Regions from separate parts of the Mus musculus genome. Here region 1 is linked to region 2. A link is a contact called in public HiChIP or PLAC-seq data. All regions are on one chromosome and are shown on one strand. The core of a region is the stretch at or near the end of the contact, and the rest is flanking DNA. Distances in the headings are between cores, read along the strand shown. Region 1 holds the start of Ipo8 (importin 8). Region 2 overlaps Dennd5b (DENN/MADD domain containing 5B).

Region 1 (2,874 bases), core at 143-2,642, 160 kb before region 2:
AGAATTGCCTGGGGAGCCACTTAAAACACAAACTTGTTTCTATTCCCAGGTTTTCAGGTTCTTTACATCAGGGATGAAGCCCATAATTTGCATACCCAACCGTTTTCAGAGAAGCATAGGCCACTGGTCTTAGCAACCCCTCAAGATCCACTAATTAAGGAATATCCCTTCACACTTGTAGCAAGCTCAATTGTCAAGCCATGTAAGGAAATTTTAATTTGTACATTTTAGTAAGAGGATGATAGTCCCTCTTACATGAGCAGAACCAGAGCTTGTGATATTACAATTCTGAAAGGTTGGGCCAGATGTGGTAACACACACCTTTAAACCCAGCAGACTAGAGGCAGAGGCAGAAGCAACAGGCAGATTTATGAGTTCCAAACCAGCCTGTTTAACACAGAATTCCAGGTTAACCAGAACTACACAGTGAGACCCTGTCTCTGAAATGAAAGGAAGAAAAAAAAGGAGGAGGAGGGAGAAGTATGGTATGGACAAAAAAAAAAAAAAAAAAAAAAAAAAAAGACGAGAGTAACACTGGAACAATGAATGTCTAGACTGCTTAGAAAAATGGAAAGCAGCTAAAGCAAAGTCACACACATTTCAGTATTCCAAAGAAATGCCTCAAATATTGTATTACTGGCCGGCCCAGTCTTTGAAATGGTACGGGGAAACCGCGTGCCCTTCCTAGAACTCTCTCGGACAGTGCTGCCCAGCGCTCCAGCAATACTGTGCCATGATCCACACTGCCACCGCCAGAAGCAGGCGAGGGGCAGGGTTTCCGACAGCAACACCTGAAAAGGGCGGGTCCGGAGAAAAGCTAGCTTAGCTTTGGTGAATTTTCCCACCGCGTCTCCACGTAAGCGCATTAAAGGAAAAGAAAACACACCCAAAGACCACTATCAATGGTTTCGTAGCTTCTTTGTGCTATGTGTCCAAGAGAACTGAGCAAGTGCACCAAGAAAAGGACAGATAGCCAACAGGTGCTCCAGTTGCTCCGCAGGGGTCCTGGTCTCAGGCTGGGGTTGGAGGAGAGAGGGAGAGAAGGGAGAAGAGTAGGAAAAAGAGAAAGAGGGGCAGCCCCTCGCTCACCTGGTTAAGCTCCGTCTCAGCTGCAATTCTCAGCTTTGGGTCGATAGTGCCCTTCAGCGCCTGGATGATCCGATTGAGGTCCATGTCCGCGGGCGGGAGCTCGGGTCCCAGAGCCAGCAGGCCGGGTTGCAGCCGGGATGTCTCCTGGCCCTTTTTGGCCCCCTCTACCTCAGGGGACCACCTCACCCCCACCCCCTGCCGCTGCCACCACCGCCTGCAGCTACTTGCTGCGCCACTCTGACTCCGCGCCCCCTGTCCTCCCTCCTTCCCCCCGACAACTCTCTCTCCATTCACCTTTTACGACAGCCGGTGGGAGGTGGAAGAGGAAACGGAGACTCCTTTACGGCTGCCTCTTCCCCTGGCGTGCTGCACTGACCAGCACCCGCCAGAGACGCCATGATGCTCGTCTCAGGAGCCGGCATTCATTGCACAGCGGTGCTGCTACAGGAAGTCGCTCAAGTTTGTTCCAAACACCAGACTCCCGCAGACGGCCGCCATGATGCGGTACGGAAATCCTAGCTTGTCCACCCACTGGTGTGACCAAAGTAAGTTAATTGGCCTGGCATCTATTTACAGTTGTTGCAAATTAGGCATATCTAAAGGGAGTGGTACTTTTTGTTCGAGAACTCTGAACATCACAACTGAGCTGTTTCAAGACAAACTTACTGGAATCCTGAACTTACGTAGCTTACAGAAGAGGTTTCCTTTAATGTTTGAGCGCCACCCTTTATCCTGCCATTCATTCTTTGAACATTTGTTAAAAATGTTTACAGACAGGCACCATGTTATAATAACAAGATAAAATTTAATGCAGGTTTGTATGTATGAAAACTCAAAATCTAATAGATAATCAAATGTGTGTGTGTGTGTGTGTGTGTGTGTGTGTTTCTCTTTAGAGTGTAAAAACACAAAAATGCAGTAGTCAAGGAAACTATATGACCAAAAGTGCCCAAAATGTCCAGACTTTCACTGTGAAAGGCAAGAAGGGTTATGCTGTTTCCATCTACAACTGCAAAGCATACAAAACATAAAGTAAAGATGATTGTGGGCAAATGCTGCTGAGATGTGATCCTCCAAGGAGCATATAATTACGATGTATTGGTTCAATTAAATTTAAGAACAGTGTAGAAAATGAGACAGGATGTATGCTATATGACTGATTGCTTCCAGCAATGCCCATTTCAGTCCATTATGCACACAGCCATCAGAATGAAAAATGCATTTTCAATTTGAAATGTTACCTTTGCTACCTGCACCCCCAATTTCCTTTACTTATGATATCAACTCTAATAGACCTTTGAGTGGAAACATCTAGTTTCTTTGGAAAGTTATGTCAAATGATGGTTTGCAGGAGCACACAGGTGGATGTCAGTGCTAAAGCAGACACAGGTAAAAGGATATTTTGCTGGAGCAGACACAGGAAAAAAGTTTTTCCTCTAGCAGACACAGGTGAAAGGATGTCTTGATATAGCAAACACGTGAAAGGATGCTTGATGAAGGAGTATAAATATGACCCCCAAAGACAGTGGGAAACAAGCAATGAGCGTTGGTTTGCTCTGCCTTGCTAACACTCTATGAGCCTTCTATTGTTGCGTTCAACTTGTGGTAACACCAGCACTGAGAAAAATTCGTCCAAGAACTGCTTGTGAAGTTCCTGCAGCAGCTAGTAGCTTCTGCTGGTGAACCTGGCAATTTCTTCAGGATTGAACAACAGCTTCTGGTTCCTGCCTAGTGTCTGCCTGCCTAGAGAACTGGTCTGCAGCTGCTGAGTCTTATTTGGTGATT
Region 2 (2,928 bases), core at 14-2,513:
GCTCTCGGGTGTGGTAAAAAGCATAAATTCTAACCCTTGTGTTGTCAAGGGGGAGAGGGCAAGAATACAAAGTCTTTGATTTGAAGTGTCCTATTTTCACCTATAAAATGAAGAGGCTGTACTTGCTGTTGGGACTCAACTGTGGAACACTGACTTAAAAGTCCACCAAGCGCTCAGCATCAGGATGGCCCCATGGGAAAAGACAGCAATAAAACCCTGGGATGGACTGTATCTTAATTTGTGGATGTTTCCTATAGTAAGTAGATTGGTCTCTAGAATACTCTCATTCTACTATAAACACCCTTATTCTAAGTAAACAAACCACTGGGTTACACAGGTCATCTAGAGACATGTTCTAAGCCCTTTCTTTCCATGGGTGTGTAAATGTATCCTCAGCAACCCTTTTCTTCAGAGTTTCTGATAAAGGGCATGAGGTACTTGATCTATTAGTCCCTTCCTCCAGTAAACAGGAAAACAGCACTGCTGGCAAGAGCCCAGGGCCCTGAGATTGCACACGGATCCTGAGAGGCCATGGCTTGGGTTTTCAGCTACAACAGGGAATAAAACCTGGAGCTCTGCCGAGGCAATTTTGCTACTAACAAGGTATCGGTGCCTAATTAGAGTTCCGAAACTTACTCACCAAAAGATAAAGATTTATGTAGTTGCTAACATTTGCTTAACAAAAAAATAAATAAGCTATCAAACTAGAAAGGTTTCAGGAGTTCCTAAATTGTCTCTTGAGTCAAATTCACTCCTCAGTCTGCCACAGTGGCTTTTAACTTCTCTGGGACAATTGCTTTACATTTCCCTGAAACACCCAGAAAGGCTTCATTCTTTCTCTCAGCTTCTGTTATTTGCATTATCATGGTCAACAAATACCTTCACAAAAGCATTCCAAATCACACTGAGACCTCCTCCTTCTCCCACATTCCTTTTATTTCCTGAGAGGGGGGATGGGGCGGACAGAGGGAGTGGCTGGAACCTAACAAAGACTGGGCTGGTAGTTTAGCTCCACTTAAAGAGTTTAGATGGCCAAGTTAAAAGTCACACTGTTTCTTACAGTTATGGCTATATGATTGATACTAAAATTCATTATCTCAAAAGCCCTATCAAAGAACAGTAATAAAAATTCCAAGAACGAAGCCTCCAGGCTAATCTTTCAAAAGTAAAGAAGTTAAAGTCCCATGCTTCTCAGGGCTTCTTGTGTTTGCTTTCCAATTAGCCAAGCTCTTGGGATCTGGTATTTGCGCTCTCTCTCTCTCTCTCTCTCTCTCTCTCTCTCTCTCTCTCTCTCTCTGTTGAGATAGGGTCTTGCTATGTAGCTCTGTCTGGTCTGCAACTCAGATGCACCTGCCCCTGCCTCCCTAGTGCTGGGAGTGCGCCACTATGCCTTGCTGGGGTCTGATATTTAAAATACTTTAATTATCTTTTCCTTATGCCAATGAAAAACGTTCCCAAAAACTAAAAAAATTACTCATAATTCAAATGTATTAAATGGTTTATAACTTAAAAGGTACAATGAGGACTGCTGTACACTATGTAAAGCTGTATACATTCACCACACACAGGATGGGACTCCAGGAGGGATGGCTGCTTCAGGACAAAGCATTCTGGTTCCTTTGTGAGACCTGGAGGGAAAAAGAAGCCTTCCTGGGTTGCACTATGTACACATTTACTGGCTTCTTCCTGACTAGCACCGCTTTCCCCACCCCCAACATTTTTAAACTACTTATTTTAAGTCACAGGGATATTCAATCTAAGAAAAGTATCTTATTAGAGTAATATAATTTCTTAAAGATAGCATATTTACACACTTCTAACACATGAAAATACTCTATTTTATACTAAATTTCAGGTTCAAATGAACTACAATACAGCACTTTGCCTTGTCTGCAGAGTGGAGACTGTTCAAACTGGGGCTTCCAGTGCACTGCCCCGGCAGTGCTCACTATGGTCAGACCGGTCCAGATAGGTCCCCATAGTTACGGAAGCTTCAGGAGCCAGGGGTAGATGAAGAGTTTCTGCCGGCTGCTTTACACATCCACTCCTTTGATTAGTGATCCTTCCAAGACTATGGTGAAATCCTGAATGGTCTGAAGAATTCGGATAAGGGAGTTGACAGTCATGTGGTCTCGAAGCAGTGCATTCTCTTCATACATTCGGGTGATGGCAGGACATTCTGCTAGCAATGGAATCCACTGTGGAAGCAGGTGATCCCTACAGACCAAACAGACACAGGACTTGAGCTCTAACAGATACAGTGTAACTGGCTCCCCCTTGTGTCTTTCCCTTTAATTATCAGCCTGTTGAAACAATACAATTCAATCCTGTTCCTCAAAACCCTAGGATGATTGGGTGTATATATTTCTCTCTCTCTTCCCAATATGGGCACATGGAATAAATCTCTCTTCTGCTTCTCACTATGCATTTTATTTTTCTTAAAGATTTATTTTATTTATATGAGTACACTGTAGCTGTCTTCAGACATACCAGAAGAGGGAATCAGATCTCATTATAGATGGTTGTGAGCCACCATATGGTTGCAGGGAACTGAACTCAGGACCTTTGGAAGAGCAGTCAGTGCTCTTAACCACTGAGCCATCTCACCAGCCCCTCGTCATTATGCTTTTTAAACTTAAGAGCAGTGAATGCTCTTAACTGCTGAGCCATCTCTCCAGCTCTTGCTTTCACTATTAATTAGGCTCTTTTACTTGGCTTAACCAGGACAGGTAGCTGAACCTGGCTTGTTCTGGCACAAGGTATGATCCACAGGTTAGGCAAAAACAGTACACAGCGTACACACACTAGTATTTTCAATTGGGAGGGTAGGATGGTGCACAGTCCAGCCTCGTTCTGTGTTAATGTTAGCACAGTCAGTGAGTGTGTGTAAAAGGGAGCACTGACAACGTATTTGGTACTCCACCATCC

What was found. HiChIP or PLAC-seq counts read pairs in DNA pulled down with a chosen protein or histone mark.
Region 1: an H3K27ac HiChIP or PLAC-seq map of embryonic stem cells shows a contact between it and region 2, with 12 read pairs. The contact joins the promoter of Ipo8 here to the enhancer-like site in region 2. A contact is called at or near these places in 9 of 484 Hi-C or Micro-C datasets (cumulus cells, embryonic stem cells, liver and 3 more), 6 of 115 datasets of contacts at active chromatin or transcription factors (embryonic stem cells and extraembryonic endoderm stem cells) and 3 of 9 other capture datasets (adipose tissue, liver and pancreatic islet).

The regions. Positions count from the first base shown.
Region 1 is chr6:148,830,075-148,832,948 of GRCm38.p6, forward strand. It overlaps Ipo8 (importin 8), which reads right to left and starts at 1,393. Exons shown (of 25, transcript NM_001081113.1): 1 at 1,090-1,393. The coding sequence starts at 1,173. It overlaps 2610017A05Rik (a long non-coding RNA gene), which reads left to right and starts at 1,546. Exons shown (of 2, transcript XR_869626.1): 1 at 1,546-1,634; 2 at 2,791-2,874.
Region 2 is chr6:148,991,673-148,994,600 of GRCm38.p6, forward strand. It overlaps Dennd5b (DENN/MADD domain containing 5B), which reads right to left. Exons shown (of 21, transcript NM_177192.3): 21 at 1-2,217. The coding sequence ends at 2,034. Among named protein-coding and RNA genes, the nearest start is that of Gm25539, 26 kb to the left of the region's middle. Within about 2 kb of position 1,264, at least 58 of the 459 cell types and tissues checked have an H3K27ac peak or open chromatin away from gene starts, as enhancers often do. A contact at or near this core is called in embryonic stem cells, extraembryonic endoderm stem cells and olfactory sensory neurons, where this site is marked.